Linked DNA regions of Muntiacus reevesi: region 1 is linked to region 2. Evidence: chromatin contacts called from public Hi-C data. All regions are on one chromosome and are shown on one strand. The core of a region is the stretch at or near the end of the contact, and the rest is flanking DNA. Distances in the headings are between cores, read along the strand shown.

What was found. A called contact is a pair of places that touch in the nucleus more often than the background predicts.
Region 1: a Hi-C map of muscle shows a contact between it and region 2, with 4 times the contacts expected there. The contact joins the promoter of RNF44 here to the promoter of HIGD2A in region 2. A contact is called at or near these places in 2 of 3 Hi-C or Micro-C datasets (blood and muscle).

The regions. Positions count from the first base shown.
Region 1 is chr1:215,908,925-215,916,111 of mMunRee1.1, reverse strand. It overlaps RNF44 (ring finger protein 44), which reads left to right and starts at 3,137. Exons shown (of 11, transcript XM_065918241.1): 1 at 3,137-3,368.
Region 2 is chr1:215,757,853-215,765,239 of mMunRee1.1, reverse strand. HIGD2A (HIG1 hypoxia inducible domain family member 2A) reads right to left here and starts at 2,971. Exons shown (of 2, transcript XM_065918235.1): 1 at 2,762-2,971; 2 at 340-2,387. The coding sequence starts at 2,915. The coding sequence ends at 2,221. NOP16 (NOP16 nucleolar protein) reads left to right here and starts at 3,078. Exons shown (of 5, transcript XM_065918234.1): 1 at 3,078-3,300; 2 at 3,395-3,503; 3 at 4,620-4,689; 4 at 6,601-6,707. The coding sequence starts at 3,194.

The sequences.
Region 1 (7,187 bases), core at 1,888-4,387, 150 kb before region 2:
AGCTGAAATCAAGCCCTGACTTGTCCTGTGGTGTCTGGCAAGTGATTCCTCTCTGAGCTACAACTTCATCTGAAACATGGAGTGCCCCCCTCGCTCCCCCACCTCAACAGCGTATGGCTTCAGAGGTGACCTGGAGAGCCTGGGCCGAGTGTGTCTCTTTGCTGTGTGTGTGTCCAACCCCTCCTCAACTTTCCAGCTGCACACACCTTTGCAGAATACAAGTTTCCTTCATCACTCTGTCTTACAGCTGAGGAACCAGCCCAAGGTATTAATATATAAACAGCCACTTGGTGTCATATTGACGACCTCCCATCCTAGAAGGAACTTGAGGACCCATGAGACCAACTCCTCACCACCCCCAGACCTCTGAGCCCCTTCCTAGAGCACACATTCTCTCTAAAGGACCCCTTCCACAGGGCTGCTCTGCCACAATTTGCACAGCTCCAGTGATGGGGAGCTCACCTCTTCCCCTGAACTTCACTCTGTGGCCCCAACTGTATTTGTTTTTATGGAGTTGAGAGTTGCCTGAGCACTTCCACTGGGCTTGATTTCAGGGAGTAACAGGCCCCACTTCCCCTCTCTGCTCTGCAACAACGTCCCTAGAGCCTTCCCTCAGGTTCTTCTCAACACTCCTCACCACCACCATCCTGGGAAGGGGTCACAGCCAGGAAGACCTGTGTTCCCATTCCAGCTCTTCTCAGCCTCAGTTTCCACATCAGGAAAATAGGGGGAAGTAAAATAACACATGGCTGTCTCTGAGACGGAACAGGCCTCTGAGCCCTCCAGGAATGCAACCCGTGTCACATGGCCCTCCTGGGGTCCCCTGCCTCTTCTGTGTCCCTTCAACGGACAGGGACTGATTGCTCACCTTGTCCAGGCACTGTGCTTGGCGGAGGACACTGGCCGGGGGGGGACAAGCATCCCTGCCCCCACAGAGGGAGGCTCTGCGACAGCAGAGTAGGTCAGCCCACAAGGAAGGAAAGGGAAGCCCCGGCAGAGGGAACGGTGTGTCCAAAGCCTCACTAAGGAAAGAACCTGGCTCCTGGGAGAATTGAAAGATCAAGGTGGCTGGAACTCAGGGATCATTTCTTCAAAGGATTGGGTTTCAAAAATCATTGTACATTCATACAATGAGTTACTAGCCATCAAGTTAGAAAGGAAAGTAAAACAAAATAAATGAATAACAAAACCCTGCCTGTGTTCATTGCAGTATTATTCACAACAGCCAATACTTGAAAACAACCTAGGTTTCCAGTGATGGATGAATGAATAAACTGTGGTATATACATATATACATATACACACAATGGAATATTCCTCAGTCATAAAAAATAAAGAAATTCTGCCATTTGTAACTACATGGACAGACCTGAGGGGCACCATGCTAAGTGACACATGCTAAACAGGGACACATGCTAAGTGAAATAAGTCAGTCAGAGAAAGGCCAGTACTGCATGATCTCATTGATATGTAGAACTTTTTTTTTAAGTCAAATACATAGAAACAGATTGTAGAATGGAGGTTGCCAGGAGCTGTGGGGTGGGGGAAACCAGGAAGTGTTGGTCAAAAGATACAAACTTTGAGTTACATAAAATGAGTAAGTTCTGAGGATCTATTGTATAGCAAGGTGACTATAGTCAATAATACTGTATCTACCTTATACCTGAAAGTTGCTATTGAGAGTAGTGCAAAGCAAAACAACAAGACAGCAAAATGCTAACTATATAGGTGAAGGAAGTGTTAACTAACCTTATTTAGGGAAACATTCTGCAGTATATACATGTATTGGATAATACTGTACACCTTCAACTTACAAAATGTTATATGTCAACATCAATTAGATCTCAATAAAACTGGGGGCAAAAAAGAACAGACTAGTGATACCTACCGCAGGTTGGATCTCAAAAAACATGATGCAGAATGAAAGACCACAGCATTTACACAGTTATTCCATTGATATGAAGTTCTAAACACAAAAAACAAATCTATAGTGTCAGGAACCAGATCCATAGTTATGACTGCAGGAAACTGACTTGGAGGGGGTAAGAGGGAACTTTCCAAAGTGATGAAAATGTTCTAGATCTTGATTAGATTTTAGTTATACAGAGGTATACATTTATGAAGAATGTACACATAAGATTTATTTTACTGTATAGCTACGAAGTATATCCTAAATTAGGCTTTAATTTAGTTCGTATTTAAAAAGAAAAAAGCAAAACATATGTTTGCTAAAGGATGAACCAGAGTGAGGTAGAAAGCAGGTTCTGGATGCCAGGCCTGGACAGAAATCCTGAGTCTGTCACTTCCTAGCAAAAATCCCTCAGCTCGCTATACTTCAGCTTTCGAATCTATAAAACAGGGACACTAATAATATTCCCTCACTGGGTAGAACTCAACAAATGCAAGCTTTAAAAAGTAAGTCGGCCTCGAGGCAGCGGGCCCTCCCTCGGCAGAGGTGCCAAGTCCTGGGCTGAGGAAAGAGGGCAGTCTCTGAGAGTAAGGTCTGCAGAGACTACAGCTCCCAGCACGACCCTGATGGAGCGGGGCGCGATGGGAGTTGTAGTCCTAGCCGGCTAATTACACCCTAGGATGCAGTGGGCGGGGATACCCTCTGGATCCCAGGCCTGAGCAGGTATTCCCACTTTGGTCCAGGATGGCTCTAGCAATGGACAGAAGCATTCTTTTGTCACCAGAGTCTCCCTACATCCCGAAGGAGGTATCATCATTCCCATTTCACAGAAGAGGAAACTGAAGCTCAGAGAATGACCCACAGAGAGGAACCAAGATCTGCTGATCTCGGTCTTTGCTCTTTGTATGTAGATCCTTGTTACCTTCTCCCGCGCGCGCGCGCGCGCGCACACACACACACACACACACACACACACACACATTCCGAGGCTGAGGGAGGGGAACAAACTGTCCGCGAAGCAAAGGTTCTTTGAACGGCCACGGGCTCGTATTATTTTTCCTATTTAGTCATTCATCCAAGGTCACACCGGTAGCAAAGGGGGCACCTGGGGTGCCAGACCCTGTAAGCCTCGCCCTTGCGCGCCCTTTGCGGCCGTACACTGAGGGGGCGTGGCCGAGACACGCTCCGCCTCCTTCCACCCTCCGCTCCCGCGCGCTTGGTGCAGTCCAGGTACTTCCATACGTGCGCGGGAGCGAGGGTGAAGCTACGTAGCTGCTGTAGACCCCGCGCGCGCGCGCGCGCGCCCGGGTGAAGAGGTCTGTGGACCGTTCCACTGCGTCGGGCCAAAGGGGGGACCGCGGCAGGCGGCGCTCGGGCCGCAGCGGGACCAGGACCCCGGGCTGCAGCGGGAGCAACGCGCCGGCCGCCGGGTGGGGTTAGAGCCCCGCCGCGGCCCCAGGTAACGCACGGCCTGGACCCTGCGCCGTGCGCCCCAGGCGCAGGGTCAACGAGGATGGAGCGATAGGGGGCGGCAGTGGGCTAGCAGTGTAGCGCAGGGACCTCCAGCAAGGCCAGAGTCCGCCGGGCAGCGTCCGCTGGGCGGGAGCTTGCTGTCCTGGGACTCCGGGCCAGAGCTGCTCTGCCCGCTGTCTGGTGTTCCAGTACGGGGAGCCCCTGGGAACTACTAGTCCCAGAGTGCCCTGCGCTCCACGCATGCTCCGATCGCAACCCCTGGCGAGTCCCGGCTAGAGCTGGAGCCCAGGAGTCCAGGACAGACTGCAGTGCTTTGGCCTCCTTAGCGCTGTCCCAAACACTACCAGCGCTCCTTGTCCCAGCTGCTGGGGACCCAGCGCGACCCAAACCTTGCCCTGGGGCTGCCTCGGGTCGGAAGAACAGACCACTGCACGCCAGCGGCGTGGGTACTGCTTTGAGGGTAAAGACAGGCGCGGGGGCTCCAGAGGATCTGTGTCTTGCCCAAGGTCACACACTCTGTTTTCTGAGGGCTATGAAGCCCGAGTCGAGATGGGTCCAGAGCAAGAAAGACGATGTGGGTGTAGGAAGCTGGCCTTGGTTGGAGGGCAAAGGGGGGATTCAGCTGGACTCATCTCCCGGGAGTTGCCAGGCTCCCACAATCTTGCAGCGCCCGATTTTCATCTCTGGATTCTGTGGTGACCCGTACCCGCTCCTTCGTTTACCAGACCCTATGGGTTCCATGGAGGACAGCTATAACAGGGAGGGAGTCAGGAAGCGGATCCCCTCCCAGTGCCCTACCCACAGAGCTCACAGATTCAAGCACATGGTATCTTCCAGGACCGTGGAAGATGTGCACACAGTGGAAGCCACTGTTGACTCATAGTCACCCCTATTTTCACTGGACAAACTGTGAGCCTCATAGAGGTGGCAGCTTTCTCATAGTCTAGGTGGGCTGGCTTCTGAGGCACTGCACTTAACCATCAGTGTCTGCCTGCCCTCTCTGTAGCCTGTAGGAGATGAACAGCAGTGCTGCATACACAGAGTGTTCAGGAAATGGCATCTGTCACTAGTGGTGTCATCATCCTGGTTTTACAGAAGTGAGACTGAGGAAGAGAGAGGCCACATCGCTGACCAAGACTCAGAGCTGGGGCCAGAGTGCTGCAGCCTCGAACCCAGACCTGGGAACACCTTTATAGACACGCCACCCTCCCCCATATGCATAAATGGTCTCTGCTTTTTAGGGCAACCAAAGCTTAGGGCTCAGGTGTGCTCAAGCCTGCCCTAAGCAGCAAGGACTTGGCAGAGTGGGGCCTGTCAACCCCTACCCTGGAATGTGAGGCTCAAGGCTGATGCTCTGGGGTAGCTGGGAGGTCTGTGTCCTGAGCGGGCTTTACCAGGCTGTGCTGTGTGTTCCTGAACCGTCCCTCAGTCTCTGTGTTCTGCCAGCTTCACTTGGGAAGGCTGCTGGGCCCTGCATCTGGAGGAGGGCTTGAGGGGTTTTAGAAAAAAGGAGTGGAGTACTTTCTGACCCCTGATGGAGGGAAGGAGGCAGCCAGCTGTCCAGGCTCTTAGGTAGGCAGGTAGAATAGGGGAGGCCCCAGCAGGAACCATCTCCTGCAGAGTCCTGGGGTGAAAGCCGGAATGTAGGTAGCATCCAGTATTTTGCATTCAAGGGACCAGGGTTCAAATCCCTCTCTGCCATTCTTCCAGTCTGTGATCTGGAGAGGCTCTTGTGCTTTTGATTATTGGACACTTGGAGACCCTGTGTTGGCATTTGCATTGCGTGAACCAAACTTAATATTAGCTTAAAATGTGACCCCATGTTTGCCCCTTGATGACTATGTAATGGTGGATGAGTCATGTCCTCTTTTGCCTGAGCTTCCTCATCTGTATAGTGGAGCACACACTGATACCTAGGTCATTGGAAGGACCAATGAGATGATCAGGGTAGGATTTACCCAGATCATGCAGGAGACTCCAGAACTCCAGTTTCTCCACAGAACTTCATGGGAGGTGCTTGGCCAAGCGTGAGCCACTCCCACCAATCATTTCTGGAGCTCCCTGGGCCACACTTTGGGAACTGGGTCAAGGGGAGTCATTTCCTGAGCCATTTTCTTCATATGTAAGATGAAAGTAACAGAACCTGCCTTCAGAGGGGTAGGGGCGGGCTGGGGTGATGAGGGTGAGGCACACAGTAGGTATATAGGCCATGGGCCCACACTGGGGTTCCAAAGCAGAGGACTCATAAATGAGAGGAAACTCCAGATTCCTGACTTCCCTGGGAAATAGGGTAAAACTGAGCCTCCTTCCCGCTTGCTCCAGAGTGATTTTGCATGTGCCCAGGAAAGTTTTTCAGGTCAGAGGGAGACGTGTTATTGGCCTCTGGTCCTGGGGGCGGGAACCTTGAGGGCTGTGGGGATTTGCTGAGGGCATTCCGGGGACATAAACCAGAGGGTCACGTGTGAGACAAGGCAGGACGAAGATTTCCTGGCTCTGAAGCATCAGGGACAAGGAAGAGCAACCACCGTCCAGTGTGAGCCAGGCCCTGCTAGGGGTAGAAGGAGCAGCCCCATGAGATGCTTTCTGCTGTTCTGATGCAGTGTGATAACAGGCGTGCTGCATATTGTAGAAACCAGGAGACAGGTCAGGAGAGGCTCCCAGCAGGCAGCCTTTGAGCTGAGCCCCTAAGGTTGAGCAGAGTTTGGTCAGAGGTGAGTAGGGGATGTTGAGGACACTTTAGGCAGAGAGAATGACACAGTCAGAGCGCTGGTGTCTTCAAAGGAGTAAGTAGATTATGGAGTAGTAATTGGAGTCACTTCCTGTGTGGGGTGGTGTCTGACTCTTGGGACCCCATGGACTGGAGCCTGCCAGGCTCCTCTGTCCATGGGATTCTCCAGACAAGTATACTGGAGTGGGTTGCCATTTCCTTCTCCAGGGCATCTTCCCGGCCCAGATATCGAACCCAGTCTCCTGCATTGCAGGCCGATTCTTTATCAACTGACCTATGAGGGAAGCCCAGAGTATTAGTCACTCAGTTGTGTCCAACTCTTTGTGACCCCATGGACTGTAGTCCGCCTCTGTCCGTGGAATTCTACAGACAAGAGTGCTGGAGTGGGTAGCCATTCCCTTCTCCGGGGGATCTTCCCAATCCAGGGATGAACCTGGTTCTCCTGCATTGTAGGCAGATTCTTTACCATCTGAGCCTGGTAAGGATTCCCACACTGTGGCCTCAGGCAAGTCGCTTCCCTTCCTTGAGCCTTAGATCCTCACCTGTAAAATGAGATTACCTCTGTGTTGTCTCAGTGAAGGCTGAATGTCACTGCACTTAAAAATACTGAATCCTCTCAGGCAAGGAGGAGATTACTGTGTGAGACATGAAGTGATCATGACAGGGCTGTGTGCAAATCAAATGGCATGAAGTGAAGGTCAGGGTTCATCTAGGCCTGAATTCAAAGATAGGGAAGTTCACAAGCTGGAGACTTCACAGCTTCCTGTAAGAGGTGAGATGGGAGCCAAGCTTCAAGCATTGCATTCTACCAATGCATATGCATTGGTAGAAAGGAAGTGAGAGGAAGGGAAGGCCAGTGGGAGCACAGCCATGGCTGTGGGAGAGATGGTGGGGAGAAGTGAGCCTGAAGAGTTTGGTCGGGGAAGCTTGTCTTGTTAAGCACAGCCCTGAAAGCTAGGCATTAGGGAGCCATTGCAGGTTCTAGCCCTACACAGGCAAGCAGGGGTTGGTCTGTGTAAGCACTTTGAGTGTAGGAAGGATTTTCTAATTGCTTTTACAGAGTGAGAAAAATAAGAT
Region 2 (7,387 bases), core at 1,722-4,221:
TGCTTAGAACCTCCCCAGCTTCATGGACTAGAGAGAAGGTAAGGCTGTTTCCCTGGTAACCCAGGAGCTCCCAGCTGGAAGTGAGGGAACCCATCTATGTCTGCTGCCTCCAGCTCCAGGAGGAGACAACCAACCTCTCACAGGATGCATTTGCAACTTCAACCCTTTCTGATCGAACAAGCCTGTGAGATAAGGATTTTGGAGAAACAATCAGTGACTATACCTTCTCCCCTTTTAACAGAGGTTGCACACAGGTTACATTCAAGCCATTGTGATCTGAAGTGTTTAAAAAGATTTAATTGCCAACCGTATTAGTTTCCTAGAACTGCCATAACCACATTGTCTGGCTTAGAACAACAGAATTTATTGTCTCACTGGTCTGGAGGTTATTAAGTCTGAAACCATGCTGTCACCATCCCTCTAAAGGCCATAGGGAAGGAGCTGTGTTCCTTGGCTTGTACATACGTTACTACAATCCTGAGTTTATCATCACATCACCTGTTCTCTATACATGTCTGCTTTTGTGTCCAAACTTCTCCTTTGTATAAGCACACTAGTCATACTGGATTAGAGTCCACCCTACTGACCTCATTTTAAATTGATTACCTCTGAAAAGACCCTATTATCAAATAAGATCACCTTCTGAAGTACTGGGGTTAGGACTTTCAACTAACCTTTTTTTGGTGGGGGTTGGAGGGGGAGGAACAGCAACAAGTTAAAAATAGTGACCATCCTCTCTAGAAGTGCCATAGCCCTCACCACTTCATGTCTGTTCTGTGTGGAGGCCAAGGGTCACCACACTTAGAATCTTTCTCTTACAGCTGAAAGACCATGGTGGGGGCAAGAAGCTTCGCTGGCCTTAGTCATACAGCTGGTATTGAAACTGATGGTGCCACGGATGGAAGGAAACAGAATCTGACTCAACATCTTAGGGATGACTGCAGAATGGCAACCCACTCCAGTGTTCTTGCCTGGAGAATCCCAGGGATGGAGGAGCCTGGTGGGCTGCCATTTATGGGGTTGCACAGAGTCGGACATGACTGAAGCGACTTAGCAGCAGCAGCAGATCAGGAACACCTGGTTTTGAGACTTTACATGAATGAGAAACTCATGAGGGTGCCTCTCTTCTTGAGTTTGCTCAGATCTCCAGTCTCCTTTTCTCCTTAACCATAAAACACTAGGTGCTGCCACAAATCATTGGCAAGCTTTGAGATTACCCTGTGCGCTGTTTCTGTTACATCAGGCTGTGTCTGTAAGCCTGTTTCCTGCTCTATAAGATGCATCAAGAACCAAGCTGGGATGGTCTAGATCAGCCTTAAGTGTTCTCAGGAGGTAGTACTGGAGTCAGGAACACAAGTGGAGGGCAGAAGCATGGCAGGCCTCATGGGAAGGAAGGTTTTCTACTTAAAGTTTGAAAATTGTTGGAAAGATCAGTCCCCACCTCCGACCCTGGCCCCCCATATAACAGCACTGTAGAAACTGTCTTGTTCAGTTGCTAAGTCATGACTCTTTGCTATCCCATGAATGTAGCACGCTAGGTTTCCCTGTCTTTCACTATCTCTTGGAGTTTGCACGAATTTGACTATTGAATCAGTGATGCCATTCAACCATCTCACCCTCTGTCACCCTCTTCTCCTCCTGCCCTCAATCTTTCCTAGCATCAGGGTCTTTACCAATGAGTTGGCTCTGTGCATCATGTGACCAAAGTATTTGAGCTTCAGCATCAGTCCTTCCACTGAATATTCAGGGTTGATTTCCTTTAGGATTGACTGGTTTGATCTCCCTGCTGTCCAAGGGACTCTCAAGACTGCCTACTTTTAAAAAATACCTCGGGGTGACTGCTGTCAGGAAAGTTTGAGAATCAGTAGACTACTGGATTTCTAAAAGACCCTGCAGTCTTTAGTCTGTTTTCTCCTAAAACCAAAGACCAAAAACCATGGCGGTGAAAGTGGGAACGAATTCACTGAATTACAAGTGAATGAGAATTTATTAGGTAGGAAGTGGCGAAGGTGCAGCACAAACAGAAGTTGGCAACACGTAAACTGAACGGAACCCGAGATTCCGGAAAAAAAATCTGTCGTTTACACAATTGGCCACTTCCACCCGCACTGATACAGGGCTTGTTAGGGGAGATGAGGGAGTTATTTCAGTGGTAGGACTGGTGGTTCCGAAATGCTGTATACGCCATCTCCGTGAGGCTTTCAAGGCGAGGCCACCGGTTCAAGGTCGAGATTTCAGAGTGGACGCAGCCAGACCCACCAAGATGGCTACGATCGTGAAGCCCTGGGCGGCGATCCGGGTACGCATCATGAGTTGGGAGCGCTGGCTCTGTCCACGGTGGAAGCAGTAGAGGCCATAGGTTAGGGCGGCTGCAGTGCCCAGGCAGCCTGAAGAGGCGACAAAGCAGGTGGGAAGTGGCAGGTCCGGCTCCAGAGGGCCCCTCCCCTCTTTGGGCTTCCCTCTCCAGGGTCAAGATATCCTTAAACAGGAGCTGAGGAGAGCGCGCCGTGAGGTGGGGCCGAGGTGGGAGGGGTGGGAAGAAGGAGGGCCGGGGCAGGGGTGGGGGGGGTCCTCGGAGTCAGAGTCCGCCGCGTACCAGCGTCCCCAATCCCGTCCAGCTCCTACTCCAATCACGTTCACCCCTCACCGCCCGGCCCCTTCTCATTCCGGTCACCCCACTGGGGTCCCGGTCCTCCCCTATTTCATTCCCTCTGCATACTGCCCTCTTGGTCTACAGTTCCTACAGCTCCCACTTGCTTACCTATGGGTACCAGTGGGTTCTCGCGGGTCTTGCGGATAAACTTTTCCTTGAAGCTTTCCGAAGTGCTGTATACACTGGGGCTAAAGCCTTCAATGACTGGGGGCTGCGATGGTTCAAAAGGTGCCTCCGGAGTGACACGGCCAGGAGTCTCCATGTTTCGGGCAACAGCAGTAGGCGAAAATTCGGACACTAAGCCCCGCCTCCTGATGAGGTCATTAAAGGGGGCAGGGGAAAGGGCTTTGCTGAACGTTGTACGCAGGCGCGGTCGCTCGTGGCATTCTGGGAGTTATAGTACCAGCTTGTGTCGCTTCGAAGAAGACTACATTTCCCGAAAGCCTGCAAAACCACGTGCTCCACTAGCCGGAAGGAGTCGCTACACGAGGTAGTTGGAGTGAGAAGCAGAGTCTAGTACGCGGTGCTGTGGTCAGTGCAATGCCCAAAGCCAAGGGAAAGACTCGGAGGCAGAAGTTCGGTTATAATATTAACCGGAAGCGTCTGAACCGGAATGCTCGACGGAAGGCAGCGCCGCGGATCGAATGGTGAGGAGACCGGGGTTCAGACGGCAGGAGACCTTGGCCGGGACGGCTAGCTAGATGACAGTCCCGCGATCGCCCTCTTTTTTTTTTCCCGTAGCTCGCACATCCGACATGCCTGGGACCAGACCAAATCGGTGCGGCAGAACCTGGCCGAGATGGGTTTGGCTATGGACCCCAACAGGGCAGTGCCCTTTCTTAAGAGAAAGGTACTGACATGGTCCCGGCCTTGCCCTCCGCCCCCACACCATCCTTAGCTGGCTTAATCCTGTCTATTACCTCCCTCACGCCCTTGGGTTTGCGACTTCCCCACAGCCAACTCGGCCAGCCTGACAGTGCGTTGAGATTACCTTTTAGTATCTCCCTCATACTGCCTCCCCAGCACACATTGGACCTGGGTTGGAGCTGCCGTTTTCCTTCGGCACTCACTTTATCCTTCTGAAAGTAAACTGTTTGGGTCTTCCTTGGTATCTCAGTTTTCCAGAATTTATCTTTTTCTGCCCTTAACTCTCCTAACAAGGAGTTTGGAATCCTTACTGCGCCTCACACCTTTCCTCAGTTATCCAATCGTCCTTGGTCTGATGCTTCCCTTTTCTAGTTTCTCCAGAATAATTCTTTTTCTGGACCACTTTCAAAAATCGCACCCCCTTTCACTCAGTAACTTCTTTCCTACTTTAATTCATTGACACTTGTAAATACTTGATGGTATGTCATGTTATATATTTATCTGTTTATTATCTGTGCATCTTTCCTCCAACATAATCTGCTTGGGGACAAGAACTCTGTTCCATTCACTACTAAGCCTCGGTGGTGCTTAGGATGTGACTAGTGGTCTGTAGTTAATGAATCATGAGTTGGGAGCGCTGATTGGGTTTGTCCCGTTGCCTTCAGGCAAATTTCTTATTATCTCTATGCTAGAGGAACAAGGCACTACTGTTTATTGAATAAATATGAAACTATAGCCAAGCACTGTCAGCTTGCTCCTTGCATAAGAGAAGGCATCTGACCTCTCTCCCTCATTGAAAACTCTAAAGTGCTTTCATGTGCATTGCTTCATTTGATAATCACACAGTGAAGTGAGGCAGGCAAGGAATATTCTGCCCATTTTATAGATGGGCACAGAAAGATAAACTGCTTACTTGAGCATCTTGGGAAGAAAAAGCATCCAGGGCATTAGTTCTTTGGTCATCTAGTCTTGCCTGACCTTGTGAAGGGGCCCTTATGGATAACGCAGTTGTGTTGAGATGGGCAGGAGCCTTTAGAATTCTCCCTCATCCAGGATAATTTCTTCTGGCTACTGTTCTCACGGTCTCTGTTCTCTGCAGGTAAAGACCATGGAAGTGGATGTAGAGGAGAGGCCTAAGGAGCTTGTGCGGAAGCCGTATGTGCTTAATGGTGGGTGTGGGCCACAGTTTCTGTAGGTCAGCATCCTATACAGGGCTGGAAAGGACTCTCAGATGTTCTCAGTGTACAGATGGAGAAACTGAGGTTCAGAGGGAGAAAGTGAGCTGGTCCAGGGCTCAGCTGGCAGAGTTAGAACTGTGTCCTGGCTGAGATGTTTTCAGTCTACTGACTAATTTCCAATGCGTGAAGGGAGGCCAGAGATGTTCAGGGAGGACCTAACCGGTGCCTGAGAGGACAAAGGAGAAAAGCATCAAGTCTCAGGCGTGAATTCAGCTTCTCATGAGTTTAAGGATGAACAGATTTCTTTTTAGAGATTCCACCACATAATCTTTCGAGTGAGGATGGGATGGTTGGATGGCATCACCAATTCGATGGACATGAGTTTGAGTAGGCTCCAGGAGTTGGTGATGGACAAGGAAGCCTGGTGTGCCTCAGTCGATGGGGTCTGAGTCAGACACGACCAAGCGACTGAACTGAATCTTTCCAATGATAAATCAACTTTATGTATTTTAAGGCTATAGAGACCGAATATTAAAACAAGAGGGTAAATTCTGCAAAGTTTAAAGATTTGAATGACCAGAAATTTAAAGAATAGTATTTATTTATTTTTGGCTGTGCCTTCATTGCTGCTCAGGCTTTTCTCTAGTTATGGCTTGAGCATAACTCAAGCATGCGCAGGCTTCTTCCTGTGGAGGCTTCTCTTCTCGTGGAGCACAGGCTGGAAGCGCACAGTCTTCAGTAGTTGCAGCACGTGGACTCAGTAGTTGTGGCTCCTGGGCTCTGGAGCACAGGCTCAATAGTTGTGTCCATGGGCTTCGTTGCTCCACTGTATGTGAGCTCTTCCCAGATTAAGTATCGAACCCACGTCTCCTACCTTGGCAGGCCAGTTCTTTACCTCTGAGCCACCAGGAAAGCCCTCTGACCAGACATTTGGTATAGAATTCCATGAATTCCTGTCTGTAGTCTATTTTAGTGATTCTTGTAAGAGTTACTGCACAGGATTGTATATACAAAATCATGTGTACTTACTGTAGTGAAAGCTAATCTTAAAAAGTTTTAATTCTTTAATTAAAAATTTTTTAAATTATGGTAAAAAAATACCCCACAAAATTTACCATTAAAAAAGGTTAATTGTGGCAAAAGTAAAAACCCTCAAAATTTACCATCATAATCATTTAAAAAATACATAGCTCAGTAGTGTTGTGCCTGTGTGCTTCAGTCGCTAAGCCATGTCCAACTCTTCTGACCCCTTGGACTGTCGCTCTCCAGGTCCTCTATGGATAGGTTTTCCCAGGCATAACACTGGAGTGGGTTGCCATTTCCTCTTCTCTAGAGGATCTTCCCCATCCAGGGATTGAACCTGCATCTCCTGCATTGCAGGCAGAGTCTTTACCGCTGAGCCATCAGAGAAGCCCAGCTATTTTAGGAGTGAGGCCATATTGACTCCAGAATTTGGTTTTCCCCCTCACGTGGAACAGTAAGGTGCCTCGGGCCCTAGTTTCTACAGCTCGAGTTTCATTTCCCGTATTAATACTTTTAAGAGGTTCTCAAAGAGTTTTAGAGCTGGAATGGAGCCCTGCATTGTGGACAAGCAATGTGTCTTCATCTCTGTCCCTAGTACCTGGCACCAAGTAGGGATTTTTAGTTTGGTGCCTTCCTTTCACCCATCTGAGACCCAAAGAGAGGTGACTTATTGCCATACTGATGGATGCTTGTGCCACAGGGAGAGCCTGGGACCCGAGGGGCTAATGAGGAAGATTCTAGCACTGAATTTGGAGAGGAAGAGGGAAAGGTCATCACTTGGCCAGTGTAGCAACTCTTGTGGGTTGGGATTGACTGAGCAATTCAACTTATGCAGGAAGCAAAGCTTCATTCCCTGTCTCTTGGCTTCTCTCAACCCAGACCTGGAGGCAGAAGCCAGCCTTCCAGAAAAGAAAGGAAATACACTGTCGCGAGATCTCATTGACTATGTTCGCTACATGGTGGAGAACCATGGGGAGAACTATAAGGTAAGTGTTTCAGGCCTGGCAGGAGGAACCACTTGGGCCCTTGGAGAAGGTACCCTGGACCGTTTGGGGTCTGATCTGCTTGGCTAGTGCCTGTTTCCTGAGGTTGAGTGGAAACAAAGAGGAAAGATACCCTAGGAAATGAATCCCTTTGACAGAATGCTTATAATTGGGTAGACTAAGTAGCCTATGGTGTGTATCCCACTCATAAATATATATTGTTTGCTCACGTGGTATTTTTAATGGAATGCAGGTGACCCTCGGACAACTTGAGAGTTAACCTGTGTTTAATTTACAGTTGGTCTTCCAAGTCTGCAGTTCCTCAAATCTAAGGATTCAACCAACCGTGGACCATGTAGTGCTATAGTAGTTACTCCTGAAAAATACCCATTATAAGTGGACCCATGCAGTTCACATCTGTGCTGTTCAAGAGTTAACTGCTGTTCAGGGGTTAACTCCCATTTTAATTATGGGAGGTTTCAAGTAAAAGTCCTTATTTTTTTTTTGGTTTCTCTTAAAAATGGAAAGATCTGGCTACACTGGACCCCTGTGCCCAGGTGGGATCAGTTGGTGATGGACGAAGAATGAGCTACTCAGCTGGTCTCAGCTCCTGCCTAGTCCCTGAGGGCACCTGTACCCATTTTCCCACATACACTATGACTTTTGATGCGAGGAATCTGAAT